Regions from separate parts of the Drosophila melanogaster genome. Here region 1 is linked to region 2. The links are chromatin contacts, called in public Hi-C maps. All regions are on one chromosome and are shown on one strand. Each heading gives the region's core, a stretch centred on a gene start, on an enhancer-like site or on the middle of the called end of the contact. The rest is flanking DNA. Distances are from core to core; before and after follow the strand shown. Region 1 holds the start of lncRNA:CR46090 (long non-coding RNA:CR46090). Region 2 holds the start of CG31365.

Region 1 (4,449 bases), core at 182-2,681, 210 kb after region 2:
CCATGGACTGGGCTTTATAGCGGCTCGGAAAATCCCAAGAAGCAACAACTACAACTATTACAATAAATGCTGCTAATTTGTCCATGGGATGCACTCAATTTAGACACATCCGTTCTACACAGCCAGAAAAAAATGGGTACATTTATGTACATACATATGTGTGTAAATAGAAAGAGAGGAACGCGCTTTTGTTTTGATAACATTGTTTTCGCCGTGAATGAATGGGTATGGAAATAGAAACGTTGAGGGAACGTGATTAGATAAAGTCTCTATGTCTTTTGTAAGCTATTTACATATTTGAATATATACACAGAGAGAAATTAGGCACATGTACATGTACTAGACTTAATTTACAACTTGAATTGTAAAATTGTAATTTTTTCGTATTACCATACTAATAAATGGCATAATTTTAACACTCAGCCTAACTTTATTCATAATTTTGCATTCATAAATCAGCAATAAGTTCGAATACTAATTACCCAAGCATTAGCTGCATAAAATTGAAAAAAAAATATGGAAATATCATTGGTGCTAAAACGAATGCCATAATGCACCGAATTATACCGTCATAAAGGCCTCAATTCAAATGAATCAAAAAAGTTCTCGCGCGATTAATTCCAGGCGAAACAACAACAAAAATCAACGTCGGGCTATCAAAATTTATGAATGAATAAAGCAGAATCAGGCGAAAACCCGACAAAAGGCAAGACAGAGGAAAATAAAAAAAAAAAGTATTAATAAAAAGGCAAGTAAAATAAGCAAACAAAACGAAAATCACAAATAGTAAGTGAGTACAAAGTGGCGTGCATATGAAATATAAAGCAGGCGATATAGCCCACTACAAACGCACAAATCCACACACACTCACACACACACATGTACATATATGTATGTATGTACCTCTGAATATGAATGAATGAAAAATTGTAGAAGCAGCACAACCGCAACACCAACAACATAAGTTGTTAACGCAGCAGTTCCACGAACTAAAAAAACAAAAAACCAAAACCCCAAAAAAAAAACACCAACGACAACCACAGAAGACGGGAAAAAAGATCTGTGAACAAGAAATTTGAAAGGTAACAAAAAACTGAAATTAAAACAAAAACTTAAAATCAGAAACACGAGCAAGTGTGTGTTGGCAACTCGTTTTCCAGTTTTCCATTTTTCCACATGCAGCAGCTGCCCACAAATTGTGCGTGGAGTGTTGGCGAAGAGGAGGGGAGTGGAGTGGAGTGTTGGAGTGGGGTCTGGAAGGGGGTGGTGCCTGGAATGGTGGGAAGGGGGGGAGTTCAAATTATGAATAAATAAGTAGTTGGTCCAAGAGCAAACAGCTAAAAATCAAAGCAAATACACAAAAACAATGAAAACAAAACTGGGATGGCGAAGAACATTTTGTAGTTGAAGTTAAGATACCCTTGCTGGTATTAAAACATTTAACAAAATAGTAGATTGGCAATTAGATTTTTCGAAAAACAAAGGCTTTTGTTCAATACGAATTTGGTTTAAACATTCTTAAAAGTATAGTTAAGGTTAGTTTTCAAGATTTTTTAGAATTTCAGCGACTTGGTTGCAAAATCCCAACTAAACCATAATACCCTACACTACACTGCAGGGTATAAAAAGGCAACGACGACTGCAGTTGGATTTCGAGCCAAAGTCGACGCGCCCACGGGCAGCGACAGAAGAAGAAGAAGATGAGAAGCTGGAGCAGCGATAAAAGAGGAGCCCCAAAGACAAAGCCGGAGAACAAGAAGAAGAGTAAGAGCCGGTTTGCAGGAACAAGCCTAGAAGAAGAGGAAGAAGGAAGAGGAGCACTGGTGGAGTGGAGGAGGGGAGGGGGCGACGGGGCAATGCAGGCACACGCAAAAAAGGAAGGAAACAAACATCAAGCCCCAATGACAGAGGAAGCAACCACAACAACAACAAATGGCCGTGGAAGAAGGGGAGACAGCGGCAACAAGATCCACTCGTCGCTGGCTCTTATCCCCACTCCCATTCCCAATTCCATTTCCATTCCCCCATTCATCAACTGCATTTTAATTCTTTTTTGGTTGTCTTTGCGTTTTGTTTTTTTTTCTTCGTTTTATTATTCGAGAACCAACTAGTTTTGTTGTTTTTTGCTGCCTGGCGAGTATGAATGAAAACGAACGTGTTTCTTGGAGAGCGGGAGCCCCAATTTGAGAGCGGGAGAGCGCTGGGGAGCAGCGGCGCCGGCAGCGACGTCGACAGCGCGGGGATGAATGAAATGAGCAGCAAAATGAATGAAAGTTGTGGGGCTCGCGCAGTCAACGTCGCTGCCAGCGTCAACGTTAGGCTCTCCCGATCTCTCACTCTCCCACTCTCCTTGTGAAGAGAATTTGTATATTTTTTCTACTTTTTATACAAATCATAGCGCACATATTTAATAAGCGAAAATATAATTTGCTTTATTTATTGTTTCGTTTGGTTCATTTCGTTTCGTTTTGTTTCTTGTTATTTTCAAAGTTTATGATTAATGAGAGATGATTACGGCGTGTGAGTGTGCGTGCGTGAGTGTACTTTTGTATCTGTGTGCGCGTATAATTAAAATAAGGGCAGCCTTTTGCATACACTTGCAAAAAAAGGATTTTTTTTATTTCTGCTAAGAAAAAATTGTTTTTGCACTGTTTTAGTCATTCCAATTGCAGGAGTCCGAAATGGTTTTAAACGTACAATATGATTACGTTATTATATTTTTAATAAACGATTTCCCAAGGTTTTATGCATTTTAAGTACATTTAGATTTCAGGGCGACCCTTATGCCAAGTGTATCTTTCGTGCGCATAATGTAAACTAAATTTACGTGCCTGGCTCCCGATCTTTTCTGCTTCTTCTGGCCCGCGATGTTCCCCTTTTTTATGTGCCATCCCCATTTTCCATTCAGCATCTGCGCAGTTGTCGCCGTTTTTGCATGTTTTTTCCCCCCCGTTTTTTTCGCCTTTCTGTTTCTGTTTTAGTTTTTGTGATTTTATATTTATTTTTTGTTTCTGTTGCCATTTTATGGCCGCGATCTTCTAGCGACGAGCGAAAAGTTCAGGCTGCCAGTTGTTTTCGCTAAGGGATTCGCCTGGGTCCCACATACATATGTACATTTGTATGTGTGTATGAATTGTAAATATGTCTAAATACATGTACCGAGATGTAGGGCTGTATGTGCCACTATATATAGGCCCAATGGGGTGGACCTTCCCAGAAACTTAAATTTAACTGCCAAATTAATTACCCAAAATATTACGTCTGTTTAGCCAAGTAGTACCACACTGCGTATGAGCAATGCTTTTTCGAAACTTTTCCCACGCTGCCAGTCAAACTGCTTATTCAATTCAGTACGCTAATTTAATACTTTATATAAATTTATTTTTTATTTAAATTTATTTTTTATTTAAATTTATAGCATCAACTTAGCCGTGCCACCACTGCGTATGAGTGATAATTTAAAAGACCATCTTACACATTTACGATCCCCATTCTTACAGCGAACTGAGGTCCACCCTTCCGTACACTACACATTTGTATATTTAGTTGGGCACTGACTTTAGTCTTGGGTTTGCGTTGACATTGAAATTGTTTGCGCTTTGTTGATCTCTACGCAGCGATAAGACATAAATACATAAATACTTTTTACGTTTTCGGGTTCCTTTTCTTTCGGTAACTGCCTCGATTTTTGGGCCACGGCAAAAAAGAAACACCAAGAAGATTTGTATTATTTGTTTTTATAAACATTGAACGGCTCTCAAATCGTTTTAAACCCAACGATTTGGACAGATGGCAGTGCATTGAGATATTTTTAAAAGACTAAAATGGCTCATCTTTGCAGCAAAATCCGATTCGAAATTAAAGTATTATAGAACATTGCTTGAAAATAGTTTTTAATCTTTGAAAATTTACAAAAATATATGCTTTTAATATTGATTAAATATCCCAGTGAATCTTAATCAAATAAATGCATATATTTAACTTGGGCTTAAGTTTCGTCATCGAACTCCAAACTGACATTATCGTCATACCCCAAAAAGCTAAGTACTATCCGAAAAAAAAACCCGAGAAATTCCCATTATTAACACATATTCTGTACATTGTTCTCGCTTCGCAAACAACGGGGCAAAAGATGCATAACAAATTACCATAAAACGTTGTCCGATACATGAAATCTCTTTTTGCCCCGAGACTGTGTGTGAAATAATAGATAAAGTATACTAGACACATGCCATAGGAATAGCAACAACAACGACAATGATATTTTGTCACATTACGTATACGAAGAGTTTGGCATAGTGAGTGAGTGAGTGAATGACTGACATATTGCCTGATTGACAGCGGCAGCAGCAGCAGCAGCAGCGGCGGAGGGAAAAAAGGTAGCGCTGCACATTTTCAGATATATTTATTTTGAGAGTATTTCAAATGCAAATGTATTCCGCGCGCAAA
Region 2 (4,211 bases), core at 1,407-3,906:
CTCTAAGGATGTCGTTGCGGGCTTGTTTCCCTTGGTAATCTCATTTGAAAAGCGCTTCCGATTATACAAGAAAATATTATTCATTGCATTTGGCATTCGAATGGCAGGCACGATCGTTCGTTTTCTCTTAGGCGCATTTTGAATCCGTTTTTGGCGATTAGCTTAAGTTTAAAGTATTCGTAGAGCAGTTGAGTTTATTAAAAATACGTATATTTGCCTATAAAATTGTACATCGTCTTATGTGGTATTTATTAAACGATATTGTAAAATGTACGTCTAGCTATATGTATCTTGTTACAGAGCTGTTCCAAATGTTCCGATTTGTATTTGTTTGCTAAACTGTTTAATGCTGCATGTTTCTAAATGTTTTAACGCTATCATGTTGATGATTTTTGGTGCCAACTGTTGTGAGCACTCTAGGTTCGCGAATAAAGTTGTAAAATATTCAGATCAATCAAAGTTGGTCTCTTCAGGTGTAAAACATGGTGGTCCAATCTGCGGTGTATTGGTAAAACATGTCCAGGGACTATTCTAGGCCACAGCTTGAAACTCGTTCGTCTCGGATATGTAGTCTGTGAGCTTGTTCTTCACCTTGTGCATTGTGGTTACATGTCTCTGGACCGCACTGCGATCGTTAAACTGACGGCCGCACTGTTTGCAGGAGAACATGACGCCAGCGTGGGTGACCAGATGGCGACTGAGGCCCGAAACATGATTGAAGCTACGATGACACAGATGACACTTGTGCGTCCGAGAGTTGCCCATATGCACGCGGCCAATGTGCTGCTGCAGGTTGGACTTCTGGGCAAAGCAGCTCGAGCATTGGGGGCACTGATGGCGCTTTACTCCCGTATGGGTGTCCATGTGACGCTTGAGCACTTCGCGCTGGGAGAAGGACAGTTCGCACTCGCTGCACTTGAAGGGTTTCAGGCCCGTGTGGATAATCATGTGGCGTTTGAGCGAGCTGGCGCACGACAGTTGCAGTGCGCAGCTGGGACACTTGAGCGTGCCGCCCTTTCCACTTTTCAGTCCCTTAATGTGGGTGTTGTGGTGGCGCGTCAGAAGTTTCTGCGTAGGAAATGCCACCGGGCACAAATGGCACTGGAACGACTTCACCGTGTCCGTAATTCGACCGGTTTTTGGTTGAGGACAACTGGACTCCTGCTTGAACACCAACTCACTCGATCTCTTTCGTTTGAGGGGCGTCTGCTCATCTCTATCGTTCTGTTCTTTTTCCTACAGATAATAAGATCCAAGTTGAATTCGAGTTCAATTTAAAATCACACGGTTAGTTACCACTATAATGACATTTTCATGGAAGCTGAAGACCTGTTGCTCCTGAGATATCTCCTCGCCCAGATTAAACACGACCACGTCTTCGATTTCCTCTGGCTTTTCGCCACTGAACTGAATTTCGCCGTCTTCTTTGACTAAGCAAAGAATTTAATGAAATGAAAATTTTTTCACATTTTTTTTGCCAAATTATACCCACTTACTGTTATAGGAGGTGATTCCGTTGTCCTGGTCAAATTCGGGAGTGGAGTCCTGGTTTTGATCCTCTGAGCTGGCAGAGTTTATGATGTAAATCTCTCCATTGTCTGTGTGCACTACATCTGATCCAACCATGTTGATTTCCCTGAAGTCTTCACCGCTTTCCGCGGGCACTTCCTCGTCCAGTTCGAGGCCATCTATGTTTACATCGCTATTATTTGCGGGGTCGGTATTGCAGCCCAATATGAATTCCTCTTCTTTTGCATCCTTCCTGGCCTCTGTCGCCTTTAGATTGGCGTCGACCAAGCTGGGTCGTCGCTTTGGAAGAGCTTTAGTTTTTGACCTAGAAGGGGAGGCATCTTCCTTGACTTGCGGCTTGGTCTCTGGTTCGGACCCATCCAAAGACTCCCACCGACCGGCCTTTTTCTCGGTAAGATACACCTCCAATTCGCCCAACAGCATGGCCAGCTGCTCTTTTCTTATGTCCTCGCTCACCTCGTTTCGCAGGTCATCTCTAACCTGGCTGCGCACCTCCTCGGCCAGCTCCTTGCGAACCTCACTGCGCACCTCCTCCGCTAGTTCCTTGCGCAGTTCGGTGGTCAGTTTCGCTCGAAGTTCTAGACGAGATTTGACCAGCCGTTTGTGCATTTCCGCCGCCTGTTCTTCCTTAAAATCTTCTCGCCACTTTTCGTCCTCAAGCTTGCGCACTTTGTCCTGCACCTCGATGAAGGCAATAGAGTCCTCGAACTCCAGCTCGTCCTCGTCATAATCGTCCGGATCCTTGGAGAAGACGCGGCTTCGCTTCCCGAGACCCAGAAGTCGGATATGCTTGCGAAGCTTCTTCTCCGCCCATTGGCAGCGCTGCCGGAACAGGAATGACTTCTCCAGCTGATAGCGGCACTCCTGGCAGATCCTCTTCGGCAGAGTATCCGTCGCCTTGGCGTCCAGTGCGACGCAGGCCATCAGGCGCACGGGTATCGAGAGCTGGGTGTCGTCCTCGTCGAAGATCGCGTACGCATCCTGGTGCTCCTTGAGGCAAAGGCGGCACAGGGTCGCCAAATCGGGATACGACGGCTGTGCATCCATGAAGGCGTCTATTTTTGGTAAATCAACGTATTTACTCGGTGGCGTCTCTGCATCGCAAGCAATGTGACCGCAGACAGGTTCGCTAAAAATACCTCCTCTCGAAACGAAAGCAATACAGTCACACTGTTCGTAAATAAACAATTTGATATATACGGCCCATAAACGTATCATAACTTAATTTATTAATGTAAGGTTTAAAGGTATTGATTTTCATACAAATCCAATGCATACCGAATGTGCATATTTAAAGTTTAATAGAATACAATGACAATTAAAATAGGTGATGGCTTAGTCAAATATGCGTGCACAAAAAAAGGTACTATTCTTATAATATAGAGGATTAAACTAAATTCGTTGTTACGTGGCTACGTCACGGTGTTATTTAGCTTATCCGCTCCTCTTAGACGACAGCGCACACAACTTTTGAAATCGGCGTACGAACTGCTGCATTTTGTCTTGAAGGAACTGTGCTTTCGGCACAGGTTATCGGTCGTCTGCTTGGGGCTCATAAAGCGCACTTTCTTTCGACACGGCGATGGGGTTTTTACATCCTCTAAGGCAGTTGTGTTGGCACCCAGAAAGGTGTCCTTGCTATAGTCGTTGCGCAGATGACTCAGCTGCGGGTCGTTCATGTTGATCTCAACCATGGGCACAGCAACTAGTGGCGTTGCAGCTGGCTGTCTGCTGGCTTCTGGTTCATCGTCTATTACATTTGAGAAATATATAAGTCGTGCAATTGCAAAGTAAGTGGGCTGGTCTTACCCAGTAACTCCACCACGCTGTTATCGCTCTGCTCCCTTAGCTCCTGGCCCATGTCTGTTTCGTAGAAGCCAGCGGTCTGTTCGTCAGGCAGCGGACTGCTTAAGTTCATCTTCATCTCATAGGTCGCCTCATTGCGCTTGCGCACAAAGTACCGTTCCAGTTCGACAAACACGTCGTCCAGAACGCTCAGTCGCAACTGCTGCTTGGCTTCGGGTATGATGACCTCTTCGAGTTCCGCCCGCAGCTCCAGCTCGATTTCCGCCCGCACAGCTTGCTTGCAAGTGCTGAGCAGCTCCTTTTTATACGCGTCGATCTCGCTGCTAATGAGCTGGGCGGCCTGCTGGCGCCACTGGGCATTGTTCTCGGCGCAGCCAGTTTGCGTGCATCCTTCCCCGGAGCCCCGCTCCTCCTCCACTTCACTCAGCTGCGACTTGACACCCTGCCGCTGCAACGCCTTGTGGCGCCTCAATTTGCGATCGGCTGCGAGGCAGCGTCGTCGGAAGCAGTGCATCTCCTCCAGTTGCAGCCGACACATGGTGCATATGTGCTGTGGCAGACCGTCGCCGGGCTCGATCTCCAGCGATGTGCAGACCATTATCTGCAGAGCAGTCGATCCATTTGCACCGAAAACGGGGAAATTGGGTTCCTTCGACAAGCACAGGCGACAAACATTCATGTTGAATTTCAAGGCAATTCGGAGCGTGGCAGCCGGACACCTGATTAGGCACGATTCGGAATGATGGACAATCTAGCAATCTTTCCAAGCAACCAGTTTAGAATATGAAACAAAAAAACATTTGAAGACAAATAACTAAAATTGGAAGCGGAGGAATTTCCTACTAGGAAACATCAACAAGTCTAGCCGATTTGTT

The links. A called contact is a pair of places that touch in the nucleus more often than the background predicts.
Region 1: a contact with region 2 is called in a Hi-C map of the Kc167 cell line, with 2.1 times the contacts expected there. The contact joins the promoter of lncRNA:CR46090 here to the promoter of CG31365 in region 2. A contact is called at or near these places in 5 of 107 Hi-C or Micro-C datasets (the Kc167 cell line and the S2 cell line).

The regions. Positions count from the first base shown.
Region 1 is chr3R:23,332,372-23,336,820 of dm6, forward strand. It overlaps lncRNA:CR46090 (long non-coding RNA:CR46090), which reads right to left and starts at 1,432. Exons shown (of 1, transcript NR_133438.1): 1 at 1,133-1,432. All of the region lies in intron 3 of pnt (pointed), which reads right to left.
Region 2 is chr3R:23,123,766-23,127,976 of dm6, forward strand. CG31365 reads right to left here and starts at 2,657. Exons shown (of 3, transcript NM_170050.2): 1 at 1,497-2,657; 2 at 1,297-1,430; 3 at 197-1,236. The coding sequence starts at 2,577. The coding sequence ends at 532. CG31457 reads right to left here. Exons shown (of 2, transcript NM_170051.2): 1 at 3,340-4,211; 2 at 2,816-3,280. The coding sequence starts at 4,015. The coding sequence ends at 2,943. It overlaps CenB1A (Centaurin beta 1A), which reads left to right. Exons shown (of 10, transcript NM_079734.5): 10 at 1-452.